Linked DNA regions of Mus musculus: region 2 is linked to region 1. The links are chromatin contacts, called in public Hi-C maps. All regions are on one chromosome and are shown on one strand. The core of a region is the stretch at or near the end of the contact, and the rest is flanking DNA. Distances in the headings are between cores, read along the strand shown.

Region 1 (3,877 bases), core at 993-3,492:
GGAAAAGAAGGTCCAGCGATCGTCCCAAAGTGGGATCCAGCTCAAGGGGAGGACTCAAGGTCTAACACTATTATTGAGTCAATGGAATGCTCACAAAAAGGGATCTATCATGACTGCCCTCTGAAAGACCCAACAAGCAACTGAAAGAATCAGATGCAGATATTTGCACCCAACCAATGGACAGAAGCAGCTGACCCCCTGTTGTTGAATTAGGGAAGGCTGAAAGAAGCTGAGAAGGATGATCCTGTAGGAGGACCAGGAGTCTTAATTAATTTGGACCCCCGAGATCTCTCAAACACTGGACCACCAAACAGGCAGCATACACCAGCTGATATGAGGCCCCCAACACACATACAGTAGAGGACTGCCAGGTCTGTGTTCATTCAGAGATGGTGCACCTAACCCTCAAGAGACTGAAGGCCCCAGGGACTTTAGAGACAAAACAAAGTCCTGAATAAGGCCAAAAGACCTTTGTTGAGTCAGACAGAAACCTGAGAATGCTTTCATTTCACCAGTTAAATCTGACCTGGTCCAAGTCAGTGAGCAGATATTCTGAGGCAAGCTTCTTTCAGAAGTTTTAAGGCTATAGTGCTTCCACTTATTTCATAAACTCATTGCTTAAAGATTATCTTGATGAAAGCATTCTGAAAGGCTAAGGCACTCCAGATGATGTTGTAGAACAGCTACACCAACACACCATAAAAATAACAAATTCAAGAGTTGTCTTCCAGTAAAGAAATCTTTCAATCCTGTAATATATCAATAATAATAAAAAAAAACATGGAAGAGAAAAATCTTTATGCATGAAATATTATAAATACCTGGCAATATCTTTTCCCCAAAGCAAGAAAATAGAGTAAAGATAAATTACTTATTGTTGGTTATAATAACAACAGCAACAAAATTTTAGTTTCCAAGTATTTTCATTGGAGGGCCAAAAAGAAAAAACCTAACAAACAAAAACTGTATCAGAGAGAAAAAACAAATTCTTCTTAGTGGTATTTTAGAGACACATGACTACTTGCAAGGACAAATTCTTCTAGTACCTAACTTTAGATTCTTTGGAGCACTAGTTTATGGTGCTCTCCAACAAAAGTCTTTATGGCTTAAAAAGAAGAAACAATAAAGCTTTGTAACTCTAAAGCCCACGCAAAACAAAAAATAAAAATGTATCCTCAAAAGTCTTCCTTATGCCACTAATACAAGAGATAGTAGATACCATAAATTCTTAAAAATAGGAAATCACTGCCCTATCACTCACTTCTAAAACCAAGAACACTTTTAAATAATCAGTGCAAAGCTTATTCTTTGTTAGCTGTGTTCACCTGTCTGTTTTCATTACCCACTGACTCCTTTCTCCTTTAAAGATAAAACGCAGAACCCCGTCTGGGATTTAAGGGCATTTGCAACCACATTTATCTATTTGGGAAATCTATTGAGCAGACTAGAAAAACAAAAATTAAGCAAAACTTTTACATGCAATACAGTAAAAGAGCTTTGTCATTTGGGGAAGCAGAAATACCTCATTCCAATATATTCACTTACTAATAGTGATTGCTCTAAATGAGTCATTTGATTTTTAAGTGAACTGCTCTAACATCTTGTACAAAAAATAAAAAATAAAAAGCAAAAAGGGAAGCATAATAGGGAAAACACATACAGAAAGATTACATAAAGCTTCTTTATGGGTTCATGAAAATTAGAAACTGCCAATCATATGTATAGTGGGAGCTAAACTTAAATATGCCAGTTCTGCTGGTTGCTTTAGTCAACCTGACAGATCTAGATGGCTGCAAAGAAGGAATCTTCATTGAGGAAAATGACTCAATAAGACTGGCCTGTTGGCAAACCTGTGGGGTATTGTCTTGATTAATGACTGAGAGGGCCGAGATCCTTTTGGGCAGTACAACCCTTGGGTAGGTGGTCCTGGGTTGCATAAGAAATCAGGCTGAGCGGGCCATTAGGAGTAAAACAGTAAGCAGTTCCTTCATAGCCTGAGCTTCAGTTTTGTCTCCAGGTTCCTGCCTTGAGTTTCTGCCCTGAGTTCCTTCCAAATGCACTACAAAACTATAATCAGAAATAAATCCTTTCCTCCACAAGTTGCTTTTGGTCGTGGACGTTATCACAGCAATAGAAACCTAAGTAGGATGCCACCTCTTCTTTTCTATAGCATATGCTGGTGTTTGCATTTATTATGTCAGCCAGACTGTTTTCACATTAATAGTTTCCCTTGTGTGGCAGAGGCCTCTAGTGGTCACGCTTAGCTTTGCAATCTGTGGGCTAGACAGGTTGACTCACCCTTCTAAAACTCCCCAGCTCAAAATCCCTAGGGTAGCTGCTCAAGATGAGGGGTGCTTCCCAACTGTGCCAGGAATGTAGGAAGCAACCACAACCACTGAGGTATGTAGGGACACGGGGCCTTTTTTTCATACTTCCAAGACTCCCCAGCGTTAATCACCCTGCTGAAGTAACATAGCAAAGTAGGTGTAAAACAGATGGTTGTAGCTTCAAGGTTTCCGTGTTCTATCGCAGTGAAAGACAGATGTGTGGCTGCACAGATTTGAGTTCAGGCCCAGGTCCATCAAGAGAAGGTTCCTTACTATCAGTTGATGAAATGTGCTCCCAGTACACAAGTCTGGGAATGCTTTTCCCTGTGTTATCTTCTGTCTGAGCTGAACCTACTGCTGCATGCACTCTCATTCTTAGTAAATCTTTTTCTTTCTCCTCGCCTCTTACTGCTTTCTTTTTTCTTCTATAATATTCTTCTCTACTCCTGCCCTTACTTTGTTTCTCCTCTATTTCCCTCTTTTACTTGCCTTTATCTGCTGAGTAAACTATTCTTAAGACCATTATTGTCAAAGTAAATTAAGTATCCCAGCAATAAAACTAGAAAGACTTATGACTATAGAACTTTCAACCTCAAAATATATAAATTGTTTTAAATTTCAATATAATGTCACTTTCCAGGGTTTCAGTTCTAAGTTGTTCTCTTTGTTCCTTTATCAACAATATTCTATTTCATCAGCAATATACTTCTACTTAATAAATCCTCCTTCTTTTCAAAGTTATGGGAGCCCTGACAAGTCTGAGGGTGTATCTCAAGTTTTTGCACTGTTTTTTCTTTCTTTACATAACTGCAAAACTCCTTCCAGCCATCAGCTCTTATAATCAGCATGTGTGACCAACCACCAGTGCCTTAGGAAACCTAGCTAAATGAGAGCTAAATAATGAGCTTTATTTCAAAGACTAACAACTCTTAACTCCAAAAGCAATGTACTCTATTGATCATCATGACAACTATATTTCATTTTGTTAGCTGAAAAACAAGCAGTCCTCCTGTTCAGCTTATTTCTTTACTTTAGAAAGTTTTCATTAACGAAAAGATCTGTATCTTGGAGCCAGTAAAATGCTCAGTGGGTAAGCATGCTTGACACCAATCCGGAAAGCCTGTATTTATTTAAACCAGGGACACACATGGTGAAAGGAGAGAACTCCAGCAAGTTGTCCTCTGACCTACACATGTGCACTGTAATGTGTACACATGCACACTCACACACACGGTTAATATACTTAAACAAAAAACAAGCAATGGATGGATGGATGGATGGATGGATGGATGGATGGATGGATGGATGGATGGATTTTAGAAACCCGTATCTCCCAAACCACTAAATACTGGGTACTCAGGAAATCATGAAAGTTTCACCCTCATATTTTTCTTTCAACAGATCACAGATATAAACTTTAACAAAATAATATATCAAGTTTCTGAGAGGTGCACTAGGCTTTCATTTTACCTCAGTATACAGAGAATGTCAGGGAACTGGTTAAAAATTGGCCATTCTGCCCACGATAACACTCTCAAAGGAGACAGCTC
Region 2 (3,877 bases), core at 835-3,334, 610 kb before region 1:
CTGAGAGCAAAGGGCCAAGGTTGGGAGAGAGGACACATATGCCTTCTCTGTGAGAAAAGAGAATACTAGCAACAAGCTCATGATATGTTTTCTTAAGATTCATTTTGCCTCTCAGTGTTAGTTTTTCTGTATTGTTCTGTTTGCTTGAGAGACCTTGGGAAAACCCATCACTGAAGCCATTCATGCAAGTCCTGGAAGACTCAAAGGACACAGCCCATAGAAGTTGCTGCTTCTGCCTCACTCAAAGGACCTGCTGATCTGCTGATACAAGAAGGCATAGATGTCCAGATACTCTATGAGAACCCTAAGAAATCATTCATCAGTTTATCTATTTGTCATTTATTGGGATCCATTATGTAAAAGTCAGTGAGGGATGGAAATCAGATTGTGATTGCCTTCCTTGATAAGTTTCACCTACATGTGAGGCTAACAACCCATACAATGTTATGCTCTGGGTCTAGTTGGCCTTTACAAAGGGACAGCAAATCCCTGTGCTAGCAGAGGTCATTTCATAAACACAGCAGAGAGATGGAAATTAATGAGCTACTGTCTAAGCAGAGACTGACTCATGTTAGCTATATTAATAGACACCCAATGACTATTTGTTAAATGAATAAATAAATAGAACTATTTCTATTAGTTGTTAAAGAAGACAGCTTACAATGCATATCTCAACTGTACCATAGAAGGATGTAAAAAGCATCCGCCAGGCCACCAGCTACCTGGTTCAACATTTGCTCACTTATTATTCTCTACTGACTATTTAGTGATCCTCCGTGATATGCGTACAATGGAAAGCCTGTAGCATAAAGACAAAGGGTCCCTACCCTGATGGGATTTTTTATTATCTGTGAAGGAGGAGACAACTTATAGCTTAAGGTTGTATATTATGCATTTGTTAAATAAAAGACAGCAGAGTTGTAAACAGTTATTGCTACTGTCTGTTGAGCATCATGTCTCAGTGCACTAAGTATGCAAGGTGTATTCCTCACATTGCTGACATTTTTGTTACTTGAAGGAATGGAATCTTAACAAATATACACCTAGGATACTACACATATTTAGTACAACCGAAGCTCAATATCAATTCTCAAAGTTTGCAAGATATCAATTAATAGAAATCATATAAATCTTGACTCCAGCTATCAAAAATTTCAACTTCTGAGATTGCCCTCCTCCACACCCATTTCCTCAATAGCATGGTACCCTGTAAATTGATCCGATGTGACTGCCTCATGGACACAGTAGTTGACTATGATCTGGGCACCAACACTGCCTATTCCCAGCATAGAGTCAGTGATGACTTAAGGTTGGCTGTGCTTCCACTAAACTGGCCCATTGCTGCTTTCCCTACTAATTTCAAACTGGAAACTATATAACCAGAGAGAATATCTTATTTCTCTCTCTGGTTGACAAGACTGTAAAATATAAATCCAGTATGCCTTACTTGGAATCATCACTTACATAGTTATACAGTTATGAGCTCATTAAAAGAGACAAAGAACACACTAGGAGCTGGTCTAGGCTGCAGTGGTAGCTCCTGCCCACTGAAGTCTGTGTTGTCACATGGGACAGGAAAAGAGAATTCTACTCAACCTCACATACAAAGCAAAGGGTCCCATCCTTCCTGGCACTCACCTGAACTTCTGCTCAAATTCCCTTGACTCATTTCAAGATCTTTAAGATAAACTGCTGATCTCCCTTTGTGGTTTTGTTTTCACCATGGCTGACGAGCTGGAGTGTGGCTGAGTAATGACCATGCTACTTCTGGGGTCTTCCTCTGACCATAGCAGGAAAACCACAATGGCTCCAAGAGGATAGCCACTTTCTCACATGTCAGCAACATCTGTCTCAGCACCCTCTCCTGTTCTAGTGATTTGTGAGCTCTCACTATGTGCTGAGCAGAGTGGTCTGCATCTGGAAAACATCTCACCATTTCCTTTAATCACTGCAAATGACCTCTAAGATGCGATTGTATGAAACTCGTTCCATTCCTGAGAAAAACTAATTTGCTATAGATGACAGGCACAGATGAGTAAGACATGACTAAGCTTGGACTTGGCAGTAGGGCAGAGCCACACCAGGCTCCGGCTTCCTCTGCACTCACTCAGTATGCAGGAGTATTGAGCATCTCACAACCAGCCCCCAGTTTTAATATCCCCAGGATACCAAGGAATGTTGCAACAGCAGTGGTTGGTTTCCATCTGGACGTAACCCCTTCCATCCCCGCTGCCGTTTTGCTGCAGTTGAGAGGCATATTTGACTTTATCTGCTTAAGATACCTTTCTTCCAATGGGGTTTGCCATTTGCCATATTGGTCTTCCTGGACCAGGCTGCTCTTCACAGGTGTGAACAGCCTCTTGAGATCCTCCTGGTGAGGCCAATTCCACTCCATTCATATTTGATTGTGTCGAACAACATCTTCCTTTGTCTCCCCACTGCCTTAAGTCTGTGCCGTTTTCTGTAAGAGGGAGAAAACAACCCGAGTCACAAAGACAGAGTTGTTGAGCCAAATAGCCATTTTGAATGCATTTTCACTGAAGTTGGAAACATCCCAATTTAAAAACATAGAAGGAGTTTGGTTTTCTGAGTCAAGAGCAGAAAATTGCTTCAATTCTGTGGTTTCCAAGCATGGGATTGCTACCTGGATCCAAAGCTTGAAATGCAGATGGGGTAGGGGAGAAACATCAGTGCGTTCCTAAGAGGACTGAGATGTAGCTGCAGCTTCATAGCCTGGGCCTTTCCTCATGCCTCCATGATTCTTCACATGAGAGTGGCCCTCTCTGAAAGTACTCATCTTTCCACACCCACAGAATGAACCCTTCACAAAGGGTGTCTTTTCTCTACTTCCTTCATCCAGCTGGGTCCTTTTCTTCTCCAAATAACTCAAGATGCCAGTTTACCTCTGACTACCTGGGTACCTGCTGGTGCATCTAAATTGCCAAATAAATTCTCTGTCTCTCTTTCTCTAATGTCAATGCCAAGCAGGAAATTTTACTAACAACAACTCCTATGAACTCTTAACTAGTGTCCCGTAGCCCTCATCTGGGCTTTGGCATGAAACCACACAACATGGTGCAGCCGGTGACAGCTTACACTGGAGCTTGTAACCCAGACCACAGTTTCTCTTTGCTTTTACTCCACAACAGCTTTTCTACCTGTCTTCAGACCAATCTGGCTTTTTCATAAACTTTGCTACATGGTAAATAACAGAGATAATCTGTGAATCTATCAATTGTGTTACTCTTAAGATGACTCTAAGAAGCAGCTGAAGCAGAAGGGCAGATGATTAGAACAAAGAGCCAAGATTTCAGTGTTCGCCCTCTTCCTCATTCCTGGCCCCAGGTTTTCATGAAGTCTGGCACAGCATACTTTATTTCATTCTGTCTTACTCCCAATATCGAACTTTTCAGCAATCTGATTAATTCATGTCACTTTAGACTTTGGAAATGTCCCACTGAAAAGGGCAGAGCTGTGTATGAAGCATGGCCAGTAGAGGTAATGCTCATGTCAGTTTTGTCTACAGTGAAGCTTAAGTCTCAGAGATGGATGCCTCAGAGTGTGAGCATGCTTCCTGGCTTCCCTCCTTTGCTTTCTGTTGCTAGGATAAAACATTCTGATTAAGGGCAACTTGGAGAAGAAGGGGAGTATTTGGCCTACACTTCCATGTTACAGTCCATCTTTGAGGGAAGCCAGGGCAGGGACTCAAGGCCGAACCTGGAGATAGGAACTGAATTAGAGACTATGGAAGAATGTTACATACTGGCTTCCCTGATGTGCTCAGTTTGCTTTCTTATATAACCCAGGACCATCTGGCCAGGGGTGACACTGCCCACAATGGGCTAGGTCCTCCTACATCAATTATTAATTAGGGAGT

The links. Hi-C and Micro-C count contacts between places; a contact is called where the count stands out from the background.
Region 2: a contact with region 1 is called in a Hi-C map of adipose-derived mesenchymal stem cells, with 2.4 times the contacts expected there. The contact joins two enhancer-like sites. A contact is called at or near these places in 3 of 484 Hi-C or Micro-C datasets (the HPC-7 cell line, adipose-derived mesenchymal stem cells and embryonic fibroblasts).

What each region holds. Positions count from the first base shown.
Region 1 is chr9:53,142,154-53,146,030 of GRCm38.p6, forward strand. All of the region lies in intron 16 of Ddx10 (DEAD box helicase 10), which reads right to left. Among named protein-coding and RNA genes, the nearest start is that of Ddx10, 100 kb to the right of the region's middle. Within about 2 kb of position 2,243, at least 11 of the 459 cell types and tissues checked have an H3K27ac peak or open chromatin away from gene starts, as enhancers often do. A contact at or near this core is called in adipose-derived mesenchymal stem cells, where this site is marked.
Region 2 is chr9:52,527,672-52,531,548 of GRCm38.p6, forward strand. Gm33210 (a long non-coding RNA gene) reads right to left here. Exons shown (of 4, transcript XR_870746.1): 4 at 2,296-2,461. Among named protein-coding and RNA genes, the nearest start is that of Gm33210, 45 kb to the right of the region's middle. Within about 2 kb of position 2,085, at least 28 of the 459 cell types and tissues checked have an H3K27ac peak or open chromatin away from gene starts, as enhancers often do. A contact at or near this core is called in adipose-derived mesenchymal stem cells, where this site is marked.